Linked DNA regions of Mus musculus: region 1 is linked to region 2. Evidence: chromatin contacts called from public HiChIP or PLAC-seq data. All regions are on one chromosome and are shown on one strand. Each heading gives the region's core, a stretch centred on a gene start, on an enhancer-like site or on the middle of the called end of the contact. The rest is flanking DNA. Distances are from core to core; before and after follow the strand shown. Region 1 has its middle 21 kb from the start of Gm40217. Region 2 overlaps Plpp3 (phospholipid phosphatase 3).

The links. HiChIP or PLAC-seq counts read pairs in DNA pulled down with a chosen protein or histone mark.
Region 1: an H3K27ac HiChIP or PLAC-seq map of embryonic stem cells shows a contact between it and region 2, with 22 read pairs. The contact joins two enhancer-like sites. A contact is called at or near these places in 2 of 15 datasets of contacts at CTCF or cohesin (large pre-B cells and pro-B cells), 5 of 484 Hi-C or Micro-C datasets (bone marrow-derived macrophages, cardiac endothelial cells, liver and 1 more) and 7 of 115 datasets of contacts at active chromatin or transcription factors (embryonic stem cells and pancreatic cancer cells).

What each region holds. Positions count from the first base shown.
Region 1 is chr4:105,295,143-105,301,653 of GRCm38.p6, forward strand. No RefSeq gene overlaps it. Among named protein-coding and RNA genes, the nearest start is that of Gm40217, 21 kb to the right of the region's middle. Within about 2 kb of position 4,404, at least 4 of the 459 cell types and tissues checked have an H3K27ac peak or open chromatin away from gene starts, as enhancers often do. A contact at or near this core is called in embryonic stem cells, where this site is marked.
Region 2 is chr4:105,192,914-105,199,424 of GRCm38.p6, forward strand. It overlaps Plpp3 (phospholipid phosphatase 3), which reads left to right. Exons shown (of 6, transcript NM_080555.2): 2 at 1,890-2,047. Among named protein-coding and RNA genes, the nearest start is that of Plpp3, 39 kb to the left of the region's middle. Within about 2 kb of position 3,753, at least 21 of the 459 cell types and tissues checked have an H3K27ac peak or open chromatin away from gene starts, as enhancers often do. A contact at or near this core is called in embryonic stem cells, where this site is marked.

The DNA.
Region 1 (6,511 bases), core at 3,154-5,653, 100 kb after region 2:
ATTGCTTTTATCATGTTTAGGTATTGGCCTTGAATTCCTGATCTTTCCAGAACTTTTATCATGAATGGGTGTTGGATCTTGTCAAATGCTTTTTCTGCATCTAACGAGATGATCATGTGGTTTTTGTCTTTGAGTTTGTTTATATAATGGATTACATTGATGGATTTTCGTATATTAAACCATCCCTGCATCCCTGGAATAAAACCTACTTGGTCAGGATGGATGATTGCTTTAATGTGTTCTTGGATTCGGTTAGCGAGAATTTTATTAAGGATTTTTGCATCGATGTTCATAAGAGAAATTGGTCTGAAGTTCTCTATCTTTGTTGGATCTTTCTGTGGTTTAGGTATCAGAGTAATAGTGGCTTCATAAAATGAGTTGGGTAGAATACCTTCTACTTCTATCTTGTGAAAAAGTTTGTGCAGAACTGGAGTTAGATCTTCTTTGAAGGTCTGATAGAACTCTGCACTAAACCCGTCTGGTCCTGGGCTTTTTTTGGCTGGGAGACTATTAATAACTGCTTCTATTTCTTTAGGGGATATGGGACTGTTTAGAAGGTCAACTTGATCCTGATTCAACTTTGGTACCTGGTATCTGTCCAGAAATTTGTCCATTTCGTCCAGGTTTTCCAGTTTTGTTGAGTATAGCCTTTTGTAGAAGGATCTGATGGTGTTTTGGATTTCTTCAGGATCTGTTGTTATGTCTCCCTTTTCATTTCTGATTTTGTTAATTAGGATTTTGTCCCTGTGCCCTTTAGTGAGTCTAGCTAAGGGTTTATCTATCTTGTTGATTTTCTCAAAGAACCAACTCCTCGTTTGGTTAATTCTTTGAATAGTTCTTCTTGTTTCCACTTGGTTGATTTCACCCCTGAGTTTGATTATTTCCTGCCGTCTACTCCTCTTGGGTGAATTTGCTTCCTTTTTTTCTAGAGCTTTTAGATGTGTTGTCAAGCTGCTAGTATGTGCTCTCTCCCGTTTCTTCTTGAAGGCACTCATAGCTATGAGTTTCCCTCTTAGAAATGCTTTCATTGTGTCCCAAAGGTTTGGGTACGTTGTGGCTTCATTTTCATTAAACTCTAAAAAGTCTTTAATTTCTTTCTTTATTCCTTCCTTGACCAAGGTATCATTGAGAAGAGTGTTGTTCAGTTTCCATGTGAATGTTGGCTTTCTGTTATTTATTTTGTTATTGAAGATCAGCCTTAGTGCATGGTGATCTGATAGGATACATGGGACAATTTCAATATTTTTGAATCTGTTGAGGCCTGATTTGTGACCTATTATGTGGTCAATTTTGGAGAAGGTACCATGAGGTGCTGAGAAGAAGGTATATCCTTTTGTTTTAGGGAAAAATGTTCTGTAGATATCTGTCAGATCCATTTGTTTCATCACTTCTGTTAGTTTCAGTGTGTCCCTGTTTAGTTTCTGTTTCCATGATCTGTCCATTGGTGAAAGTGGTGTGTTGAAGTCTCCCACTATTATTGTGTGAGGCGCAATGTGTGCTTTGAGCTTTACTAAAGTTTCTTTAGTGAATGTGGCTGCTCTTGTATTTGGAGCATAGATATTCAGAATTGAGAGTTCCTCTTGGAGGATTTTACCTTTGATGAGAATGAAGTGTCCCTCCTTGTCTTTTTTGATGACTTTGGGTTGGAAGTCAATCTTATCAGATATTAGGATGGCTACTCCTGCTTGTTTCTTCATACCATTTGCTTGGAAAATTGTTTTCCAGCCTTTCATTCTGAGGTAGTGTCTATCTTTTTCTCTGAGATGAGTTTCCTGTAAGCAGCAAAATGTTGGGTCTTGTTTGTGTAGCCAGTTTGTTAGTCTATGTCTTTTTATTGGCGAGTTGAGACCATTGATGTTAAGAGATATTAAGGAAAAGTAATTGTTGCTTCCTGTTATTTTAGTTGTTAAAGGTGGCATTCTGTTCTTGTGGCTGTCTTCTTTTAGGTTTGTTGAGGGATTACCTTCTTGTTTTTTCTAGGGCGTTGTTCCCGTTCTTGTATTGGTTTTTTTCTGTTATTATCCTTTGAAGGGCTGGATTCGTGGAGAGATAATGCGTGAATTTGGTTTTGTCGTGGAATACTTTGGTTTCTCCCTCTATGATAATTGAGAGTTTGGCTGGGTATAGTAGCCTGGGCTGCAGTTTGTGTTCTCTTAGTGTCTGTATAACATCTGTCCAGGCTCTTCTGGCTTTCATAGTCTCTGGTGAAAAATCTGGTGTAATTCTGATAGGCTTGCCTTTATATGTTACTTGACCTTTTTCCCTTACTGCTTTTAGTATTCTATCTTTATTTAGTGCATTTGATGTTCTGATTATTATGTGTCGGGAGGAATTTCTTTTCTGGTCCAGTCTATTTGGAGTTCTGTAGGCTTCTTGTATGTTCATATGCATCTCATTCTTTAGATTTGGGAAGTTTTCTTCAATAATTTTGTTGAAGATGTTTGCTGGACCTTTGAGTTGAAAATCTTCATTCTCATCCACTCCTATTATCCGTACGTTTGGTCTTCTTATTGTGTCCTGGATTTCCTGGATATTTTGAGTTAGGATCTTTTTGCATTTTCCATTTTCTTTGATTGTTGTGCCGATGTTCTCTATGGAATCTTCTGCACCTGAGATTCTCTCTTCCATCTCTTGTATTCTGTTGCTGATGCTCAAATCTATGGTTCCAGATTTCTTTCCTAGGGTTTCTATCTCTAGTGTTGCCTCGCTTTGAGTTTTCTTTATTGTGTCTACTTCCCTTTTTAGGTCTAGTATGGTTTTGTTCATTTCCATCACCTGTTTGTATGTTTTTTCCTCTTTTTCTGTAAGGACTTCTACCTGTTTGATTGTGTTTTCCTGTTTTTCTTTAAGGACTTGTAACTCTTTAGCAGTGTTCTCCTGTATTTCTTTAAGTGATTTATTAAAGTCCTTCTTGATGTCCTCTACCATCATCATGAGATATGCTTTTAAATCTAGGTCTAGGTTCTCAGGTGTGTTGGGGTTCCCTGGACTGGGCGAAGTGGGTGTGCTGGGTTCTGGTGATGGTGAGTGGTCTTGGTTCCTGTTAGTAAGATTCCTCCGTTTACCTTTCGCCATCTGGTAATCTCTGGAGTTAGTAGTTATAGTTGACTCTGTTTAGAGATTGTTCTTCTGGTGATTCTGTTACCGTCTATCAGCAGACCTGGGAGACAGATTCTCTCCTCTGAGTTTCAGTGCTCAGAGCACTCTCTGCTGGCAAGCTCTCTTACAGGGAAGGTGCGCAGATATCTTGTATTTGGACCTCCTCCTGGCCGAAGAAGAAGGCCCAAAACAGGACCTTTCTCAGACACTGTGTTGCTTTGGCAGTTCCCAGGTGGTACAGACTCTCACCTAAGCAGACTAAATTCCTAAGTTCCTTGGAGTCCCGGGACCAAGATGGCGACCGCTGCTGCTGTGGCTTAGGTTGCCTCCCCAGCCGGGCGGGCACCTGTCCTCTGGTCCGGAAGGTGGCCGGCTGTCCCCGGCCCACACAGGGTGCTGCCTCAGCGCCTCTGTGCTTCTGCCTGTTCCAGAAGCTGTCAGGTTCTCTGGCGCACCCTCTCACCTGTTCAGACTAATTTCCTAAGTTCGGCGGGTCTCGGACCAAGATGGCGACCGCTGCTGCTGTGGCTTAGGCCGCCTCCCCAGCCGGGTGGGCACCTGTCCTCTGGTCCGGAAGGTGGCCGGCTGTCCCCAGCCCACGCAGGGTGCTGCCTCAGCGCCTCTGTGCTTCCGCCTGTTCCAGAAGCTGTCAGGTTCTCTGGCGCACCCTCTCACCTGTTCAGACTAATTTCCTAAGTTCGGCGGGTCCCGGACCAAGATGGCGACCGCTGCTGCTGTGGCTTAGGTCGCCTCCCCAGCCGGGCGGGCACCTGTCCTCCGGTCCGGAAGGTGGCCGGCTGTCCCCGGCCCACACAGGGTGCTGCCTCAGCGCCTCTGTGCTTCTGCCTGTTCCAGAAGCTGTCAGGTTCTCTGGCGCACCCTCTCACCTGTTCAGACTAATTTCCTAAGTTCGGCGGGTCCCGGACCAAGATGGCGACCGCTGCTGCTGTGGCTTAGGCCGCCTCCCCAGCCGGGTGGGCACCTGTCCTCTGGTCCGGAAGGTGGCCGGCTGTCCCCGGCCCACGCAGGGTGCTGCCTCAGCGCCTCTGTGCTTCCGCCTGTTCCAGAAGCTGTCAGGTTCTCTGGCGCACCCTCTCACCTGTTCAGACTAATTTCCTAAGTTCGGCGGGTCCCGGACCCTCACCTTCTTTTTCACTCTGCCGAGGGTTAGCTCTTTAAATGGCATTGTCATCCTGAGCATGGGGATGTCTTTGCCAAGGGCCCTGGCACCGTCACTGAGCCTCCAGACCTCTCTGGGTCACTGGCTACAGAGTACCTCATTCCTGACAGATCCTGGCACTTGTTAGCTGTGTGACATTGGTGAGGCACTTAAGCCTGACCTTCCTTGCAGACAGTCTGGTTTACTCCCCAAACTGGGGCTCCAAAGTCCCTGGTGAAGCATGTCACTGTTCTGGGTGAAGTGACATCAACCAATTAAAAACAGGACATTCGCTAATAAGGCACCTGCTTTGTCAGAGCACTAGTGGTGTGTGTGTGTGTGTGTGTGTGTGTGTGTGTGTGTGTGTGTGTTCGTTCTGGTGGTGGCAGCAATAGTGGTTGGGGGAAATGCTGATAGTGTGATGGTATTGGTAAGTGGAGGGCTGACTGTGTACTTCAGAAATGACAACTTGATAGTCTCATTACAGCAAATACAGCTATGCTCTTGGATAGTCAGGCTCTGTCTTAGGCTACTGTTGACTACCTCTTTTCTTCTGGTGCCTTTTGCATGTTTAAAGATACTTGAGAGGGAAACAATGTGGTAGACAACTTTCTCTTATAAAATGAAGATAATGTCCTCCCCCTTTAAGAGCAGTGATTCAGTGGTTGTGTAAGAGGCCAGCCATATTTAGAGCCCCTCGGTTTGGTGATGAGCTCTGAGGTACATCAAAGGCGGCATCACCTGTGGGAGGAGAGGTTGCTCACTGCAATTAAGCCTCCTCTCTGAAAGATGCTATTAAGATGGCCTGAAGACTAGTCACAGGACGGGAGAAAATATTTACAAAACACATGTCTGATAAAGGAGTTATATTCAAAGTATACACAGAGCTTGTGAACTCAATGATAAGAAAACAATTTAATCTAAATAGAGGCCTTATCAAATGAGATACTAGAAAGGCAAATGCTTGTGTGGATAGAGGAACAAAGTTATTTGTCATCAGGGAGTTACAAGATATCAAGACCATGAGGTATTATTACCCTGCAACTGTTAGAAGCCCAACCCAGTGTGAAAGGAGAGTTTCAGGCACTGCTTGTGAATGAAAGTTGTGCTTCTAATGTTTAGCTATGAAGAAAAGCATGGTCATTTCTTACAAAACTATTTAAATATACTCTCATCATGTAATGTAGCGATTGTATTTGCAGATATGTCTCAACTGGTTTAAAACAGGCCTGAAGAAAACCACACACTATCATCTTACTTGCATAATTAAGGCATGGGAAATTCATAGCCACACAATGTCCTGCAATAAGCAAACAACTAGACAAATTGTGGCATGTATGTAAGATGGAATATTATCTCATGATTTTTTTCCCTCCATGACAGGGTTTCTTCATTTTAGCCTTGGCTGTCCTGGAACTAGCTCTGCAGACCAGGTTGTCCTTGAACTCAAGAGATCCTCCTGCCTCTGCCTCCCAAGTGCTGGGATTAAAGACATGTACCACCATCACCCAGCATATTTCATGATTTTTGAAAACCAAGAAACTATCAAGTTATGAAAAGACAAAGCTAGATTATAGTACATGTTGCTAAATAAGGGAATCTTATCTGAAATGGCCACATACCATATAACCCCCACACATGTTCTAGAAACAGGAGCACCACAGCCACAATAAAAGGGTCAGTAGTTCCCAGGGTTCCCAAAGACTGAATAGAAGGTAATTTAGTAGCAAGTAATTTTCTATAGCACTTATTATTTTTTAAAAAAGATTTATTTATTTATATGTAAGTACACTGTAGCTGTTACAGATGGTTGTGAGCCAGTTGTAAGCCACCATATGGTTGTTGGGATTTGAACTCCAGACCTTCGGAAGAGCAGTCAGGTGCTCTTACCCATTGAGCCATCTCACCAGCCTCCTAGGAGGCACTTATTAAACTAAGTAGTACACAACTAACCTTAAAGTATCACATTTTGAGCATCATCCAAATGCTAAGCTTTCCAGGATAGATTTTTACAACGTGACAAAACAGTATAACCCTGAAGAGTTTTTAAACATTTATTTATTTTGTGTGTTTGAGCATTTTGCCTTCATGCACCAAGTGCTTGCCTGGTGGCCTCAGACCTCCTGGAAATGGTGTTAGGGATGGTTGTGAAATGCCTGTGTATGCTGGGAATCAACCAGGCTCCTATGGAAAAGTAGCCAGTGCTTTTAGCTGCTGAGTTATCTCTCTAGAACCACTCTTCCTCCCCCCACC
Region 2 (6,511 bases), core at 2,503-5,002:
TGCTGTGGTGTGTTGCTGTTCTTCTTTTCAAAGCACGAGTATGAACTTGATAAAGTAAATTGATGTTCTAGCAGGAAGCAGTTAGGGGGCACAAAATAAACAGCCGTAGAATTCAAATAAATCCAAAGAATAAAACCAAATAAATCCGTGTGTGTATGCACTGTGATACATAAATATACTTTTTTTTTTTTTTTTTTTTTTTTTGGAAAGCTCGTGTTTTTATCACTGCTGGTCTGGACCAAAGTAATTGAAAAATTGTGCAGCTCATGGAACTTTTTTCTTTTTCAGAGGCGACCTGGGGCTTTGAGCAATGTGACATGAATATAATTTTTTTAAAAAATGAAAAGAGAATTTTACTTTTTAAACAACTGCTTATTTTGGTTTACCCCCCCTATATTTCCCTCCCCCCTACACAAATGAATTTCACATTTGGATGAAACCAATTTGCAGTGTTAAATTAAGGATTTAGGCACTTAGAGTGGTTGACATTAAGCTCTAAAAGAGTGAAAGATTCCTCTTGATTTTCCCCTTGAAGAAGGGGGCGTAGTGCTTAAAGGATGCTTTAGAGTGACCTCTCTGGTTTATTATAAACACAAACACAGAGACAGTCCTTTGTCAGTCTCAGGATTTGTGTGAGCCAGACCCTGTACGTATCTCCTTCCTGTCGAGGACTCTCAGAGGCTGGTGGAGCAAGGTTCTGATCTGGGACATGCCTTGGGCAGGGTGAGAGGCTTTATGGTTCTCTCTCTCTCTCTTTCCCTCTCTCTTTCTCTCTCTCTCTCTCTCTCTCTCTCTCTCTCTCTCGGGAGAGCCTTTAGTGGCACTTTAGCAGGGCAATAACATGCTCATGTCAGAGCCTTTCAAGAAGTAAATCAGCCAGGTGTGGTGGCACACGCCTTTGATCCCAGCACTTGGGAGGCAGAGGCAGGTGGATCTCTGTGAGTTTCAGAACATCCAGGGCTATGTAATGGGTCTCTGGAAGCAAGAAGTTCCCTAGTAGGAGATGACTATAGAATCCGTGCAAGACTTCCAGTGGACATTTGCTCTTTGCTTCCAGGCTTTGAGGAATGTCTGGGCAGGTGGTAAAATCTAATAGCAATGACTTCTGAGAGAGTGGAACTAGCAGGCCATTGATAACCAGCCACTGCTTTAAGATCTGCCTGGTACTTCCTGTGCCCCTGGGCTCTGACCTGGTATATCAGATGGAAGGGCTGAGCTCAATTCAAGTCTATGACTCTGAATAGTGAGGGGAAAGACTTGGAAATGGCATCTGTTGAGCCAGACCCTTTCAACGAGGCTTTATGTATGGGAAAGTACTGCCCATCACACGCGTTTCCTGTGAGGTGCCTGAGATGGGGGAGTTTGACTGAGACCAGGAGCTATGGCTGGGAGCTGGTGGACCTGGGATTCAACTCCAAGCTGTCTGACTCTGATGGCTGCGCAACTGCATGGAAAGTGGTCTTCAGACGAGCTTCTAAGAGCAGAGATGAGGGCCCCAGAGAGGTCACTCCGGACACCTAACTGAATATCGTTAGCCTTGGGTTGCGTTAATTATTCTTAAAGATCTGGTATTAATTTGTATCAGGGTTTGGTAGAGCTATGGAAGACCCCATTCCCTACTCTTTCACTACCTCGTTGAGTGCTTTGGTAAAAAACAAATAAGAGAACAATGCCATATTCTCTGGGCTGATGAAAGGGGGGAGGGGACTCCTGTAGTGAAAGCGCCACAGATGCTACAGAATACCGCAAACAACACCACAAATGTAGGAATTTCATTAGTATTTCCATCTGATACTTGGACTAGCCTTTGCTGTAAGGTGTTCCCCTTCGGCTCCTTTGCACTGATAGCTTCTCTTTTCTCTCCCCTCCCCCCATGTGTGTATTCCCAGCGGCTCTGCCCTTCCTCATCATCGAGACAAGCACCATTAAGCCTTACCGTCGAGGGTTTTACTGCAATGACGAGAGCATCAAGTATCCCCTGAAAGTCAGTGAGACTATAAACGATGCTGTGCTCTGTGCGGTGGGGATCGTCATCGCCATCCTGGCGGTAAGTGTCCCCTTGCCTCTGCCATACTGATCCGGACTTCCTCCTGTGTTGTACGGCAAAATATCCAAGCCAACTGACGTTTGCAGCCAGCCAAAAGAGATGGCCACCAAAGAGAGCTTCAGTATTGTTTTGTCTCTTGCAGTTAATACTATTTCCAATAGTCCACATCTACTGGGAGATAAACGTATGAACATTTAGCAACGTCTTTCTGTACTATTTAATATGTGTTATCGTCACAACAACCTCGTGGAGTTTAGATAATTGGTTTTTCTCTTCTAATGTCCATAGAGTAAGACTTAGTTAATCTAAGTGGTAGAGTTGAGATTAGTGCAGAGACATCCCTTACGTCACCGTCTGATCTCTAAGTCACTGTGCTAGAAGGCTGAGAGCCATCCTTGCCCTCTGGTCAAGGTGTTTTCTGTGGTCTTGCCTCGCCTTTGCTGAGCTGCTGTAGCAGTGGCAATGAATGTCCTTGCCATTTTCCTGCCTACTGTTTAGTTTTCTGGCCCCAAGGCTATGGCGGTAAGATAAATAGGACTTGGAATTCCGAGCATTTGATCCGGACCCCACCCTTTGCTTAGCAAGCCCGCATCTTTTATAACGAAGCATGCAGGTTGTTTTCACGACATCACAATAGAGTATGAAAGACCTAGAGGGTCTATTTGCTGTGGAAAACACCATGACCAAAAGCAACTTGGGGAGGAAAGGGTTAATTTCAGTTTACATTTCCAGGTAGCAGTCCAGTATCCAGGAAAGTCAGAGCAGAAACCTGGAGGCAGAAACTGAAGCAGAGGCCATGAAGAAATGCTGCTTGCTGGCTTGTTCAGCTTGCTTGCTTTTAGCACCTAGGACCGCCAGCCCAGTGGTAGCACTGCTCATAGTGAGCCGAGCCCCCCCACATGTAATCATCAATTTATAAAGTGCCCCACAGGCAGCGTGCCCACAGGCCCGTAGAGGTTTCCTTTTCTCAAATGACTCTAGCTTGTGTCACGTTAACATAGAACTAGCAGCACAGTGAGTATTAAAATACTAATTGCCGAATTATTAAAAACTCTATTAAAACTCTTAATCGCTGAACAGGTCACTAGGGTGTACGTATAAAGTCCAGCTGTCATATGCTTCCCTTAAGGAAGCCCCCATGAACAGCACTGCAGAAACGTGCCGCACAAGAACTGTGACCAGCTCCAGAATTCTTTCCAGCAGTACTAACTAACTCCTGGGAATTTGGGTGTGACCCACCTGGGCCCTACCCTCTTTTAGTGCATCTGTCCTTTTGAGTCGGGACGGGGAGGGTCATTCTTTGAAAGCCTGCAGAATGATTTGTGAGTTTTACATGTTTACAACTGTCTACGCCTCCAGCGTTGTCTGTGTTCGTTCTCTGCCCTTGAACTCCTGCAGTGGGGTGAAAAGGAGAGGCTACACATCTGCATGAACCGCGTAGATCCTCAAATGGCTCTCCTGTGGCACTTAGCTTGGAGGTGGCATTTTGGGCTGCTATTCCCATTGTGCAGACAGAAAAATCTATAGCCCAGAGTGATTCAATAACAGACAAACTCAGAGTCTATAGTTAATAAGACCTGGGGTTCACTGTGCCTGGTAGATTTCAAAGCCCCTTTCTGGGCTTTCAGACATACATTTCAGAATGGCTAACCTTTCTAGATGAACTGCTCCATAGAATAGGCAGTTAGCTTATCTGGCCTGGTTTGAGTTGTGACAGGTAAGATACTGGTAACACAAGTTTTTCTTGTGACTTGCAGTTCTGGTTATAAACTCTGAACACCCCCCCCCCCCCCCGCGCGCGCTTTTGGTCTCTCTCTCTCTCTCTCTCTCTCTCACACACACACACACACCCATGCCCACACCATAAGCCAGGCACACAATCAACAGTTTGAATTTGAGCAATAGCAAGGAGAGCTTGTAGAATTCTTTCCAATCTTTAAAAATTAAAAAAAAAAATTTAAAAAACCCAGCCCATTTGGCAGACTAGTCGCTTGGGAGGGTGCACTAAGGATCTCTGTTCAAAAGCTGAAAAATAAAAGGTCCAATTTACTATTGCTCCAAATTGATGGTTGTGGGAGTGAGTTCTCCTGGAAGAATGGCTTTTCCTGAAAAGGGCATTTGTTGTGGAAGGCAGATAATTACAGAGTCTCTCTTGCTGGGGTTTGAACAGGTGTTCGTGACAGCCCGGGGATTGGCTAATTGAATGCTTTGAGAGAGCACGCTATAATCCAGGAGTCTTGTGATAAGAACAGGTCCAGGACAGGTACATCACATGCTGTTCAGGCCTTCTACCAGGTGTTATCCCCAGAGTGTCACGGGGTTGCTGGCAGTAGAAAGTGAATTAAACATCTTTCCGATGTGAATCAAGTGAAAGATTGCTATCAGCAACCCTCAGTTTCCTTATCTATAAAATCAAGGCAGTATTCACAGTTCCTCAAAAGGATTGTCACTAAAGTCAAACACCTGTAAAGTTCTCTAGATGAAGTGTGCACTGCCTTGTACATAGACGCAGCCCCTGGCTTCTCCCAGGCCCCAGGATGGGCAAGGGAAATGTTAAAGCAACTTGTCTGGCGGCTGTTCCGTCCTTCCTGTCTAAGTCCCAGTCCCGCTTAGCAGGTCTGCTCCTGCTGAATGCCTCCTCCAGAGCTTCCAACATTCTTAGTTTCTTTTCACACCTGCTCTTGGGTGTTTCCTTATCCTGTCCCTTTACTAATGTCACCTTGATGTTTTCCCTAGATACCTAGCTTTTCTTGAAACAGTCCTGTGCTGGGCTCTTCAATAGAGGATAAGCAATGGTAATAAGCAAAAATAGATTTCAATCAAGCCATTGTATGGTTCAGAGATATACCAAGAAAGATGCACAGCGCACACAGCAGGGCAGATGAGATGATACACCAAGAAAGATGCACAGCGCACACAGCAGGGCAGATGAGATGGGTCAGCAAGTGGAAGGGCTTGCTGAGCAATGTGAATTTGATTCCTGGGACCCACCTAAAGGTTGAAGCAAAGAATCAACCCCAGAAAGTTTTCCTTTGGCCTGGTCAATGTGGTATATGTTGCAAAACTCCTCTGCCAGTAGTAAAATTATAATGTAAAAAAAATTCTAGAAGAAAAAATACATAGCAATAACAGCTGTCCTGGTCAAGAGCTACTGTGTTCAAGGGAAACATGGAGAGTGATGATAAAGGTCACCCTTAAAGAAACACCAAGAGCTACATAAGGGTATAAGCTCTGGTTCACATCCGAGCTCCTCTGCTGCGGGGCAGGTTGCAAGTTGATGTGCCTCAGTAGATTCATCTGTTAAATGGAAAGAGTTTGTAAGTAGTCATGTTTGCTAAGGTTTTGAAATGAGATCAGTGTGTGCATACACACACACACTCAGAGTAACTCAATGCCAGACATAGTAAAGTTTACCCAATAAATGTTAGCTGCCTTTATTACAAATGAGGACACAGTTTCAAAGTGTGGTGACATGACTTAACCAAGATGGAGTCTGGAAAAGAATTCCCACTCTCTTCGTGTCACTAATTAGATCTGAGGCCACTTGCTTCTCAGTCCTCTTTGCAATAGGACTTCTACCTTCTGCTCCAGCTGCCAATGCATTTAAGCCAGAGGCACATATGACATATGTGCTCCTATCACCTATCGTGGTCTGCTAGCCTGCCTGCCTGCCTGCTTGCTTGCCGTCATGCCAAGAGTGCTCCTGGAGAAAAGTTCCGTGAAGACCTCAGAGGCAGATGAGTAACTGGCTTTGATCAGTATGATCAGTTCTGGAAAAGCTATACAAGCTGCAGACAGCAGCAGCAGGCTGCATTGCCCACTCTCCCAGCTTGACTGCCCCATGAGCCTGGATGTCTTCACTAAGCATCGGACTTGTGACCAGAGAGCCTGAGGGACAGTCATGCCAAGGGAGCAGGTTGCAGAACTGAAAAATCAGCTTGCTGCGTAACCGCCCTGGACCTGCTGCTCAATGTCAGGTCTGTTGCAAACCGTAAGAGAAGCCTTGACTGCTTTGGATGCCCTTGATCCAGTCTGCCCAGATGCCACACAGAGGAATGGAATGGTGGTGGAGGAGGAGATCAGGGTGATTTCGAGATGCAAGTTGTCAGAGGTTGTAGAGAAAGCAGACACCTTTCTGAGGCAGAAGCTATGGAAAAACTCTCGTCATTTTGACCTCTTTTTCAGATGTGTATCAGATTCTGGAATTATAGCATAATAAGAATTCCTTCCAGGTCCGCACAGCAACAGTCGCTACCCTGCCTTAAAAAGGCTTAATGACTCTAGCAGAAGCCAGGGTAGGAGCAACCAGAAAAACCCCATGTCCTATCTAGCTTTCTCTCCTTCAGCTGCGCCTTGCACTGCCCAATCAAGTATAACATGGGGAAGGGTCTTAATACGGCCTCAGAATGTTCATTGTTCTGTTCAATAATCATAGGCTCGGTGCTTGCCAAGCCCACATCCCAA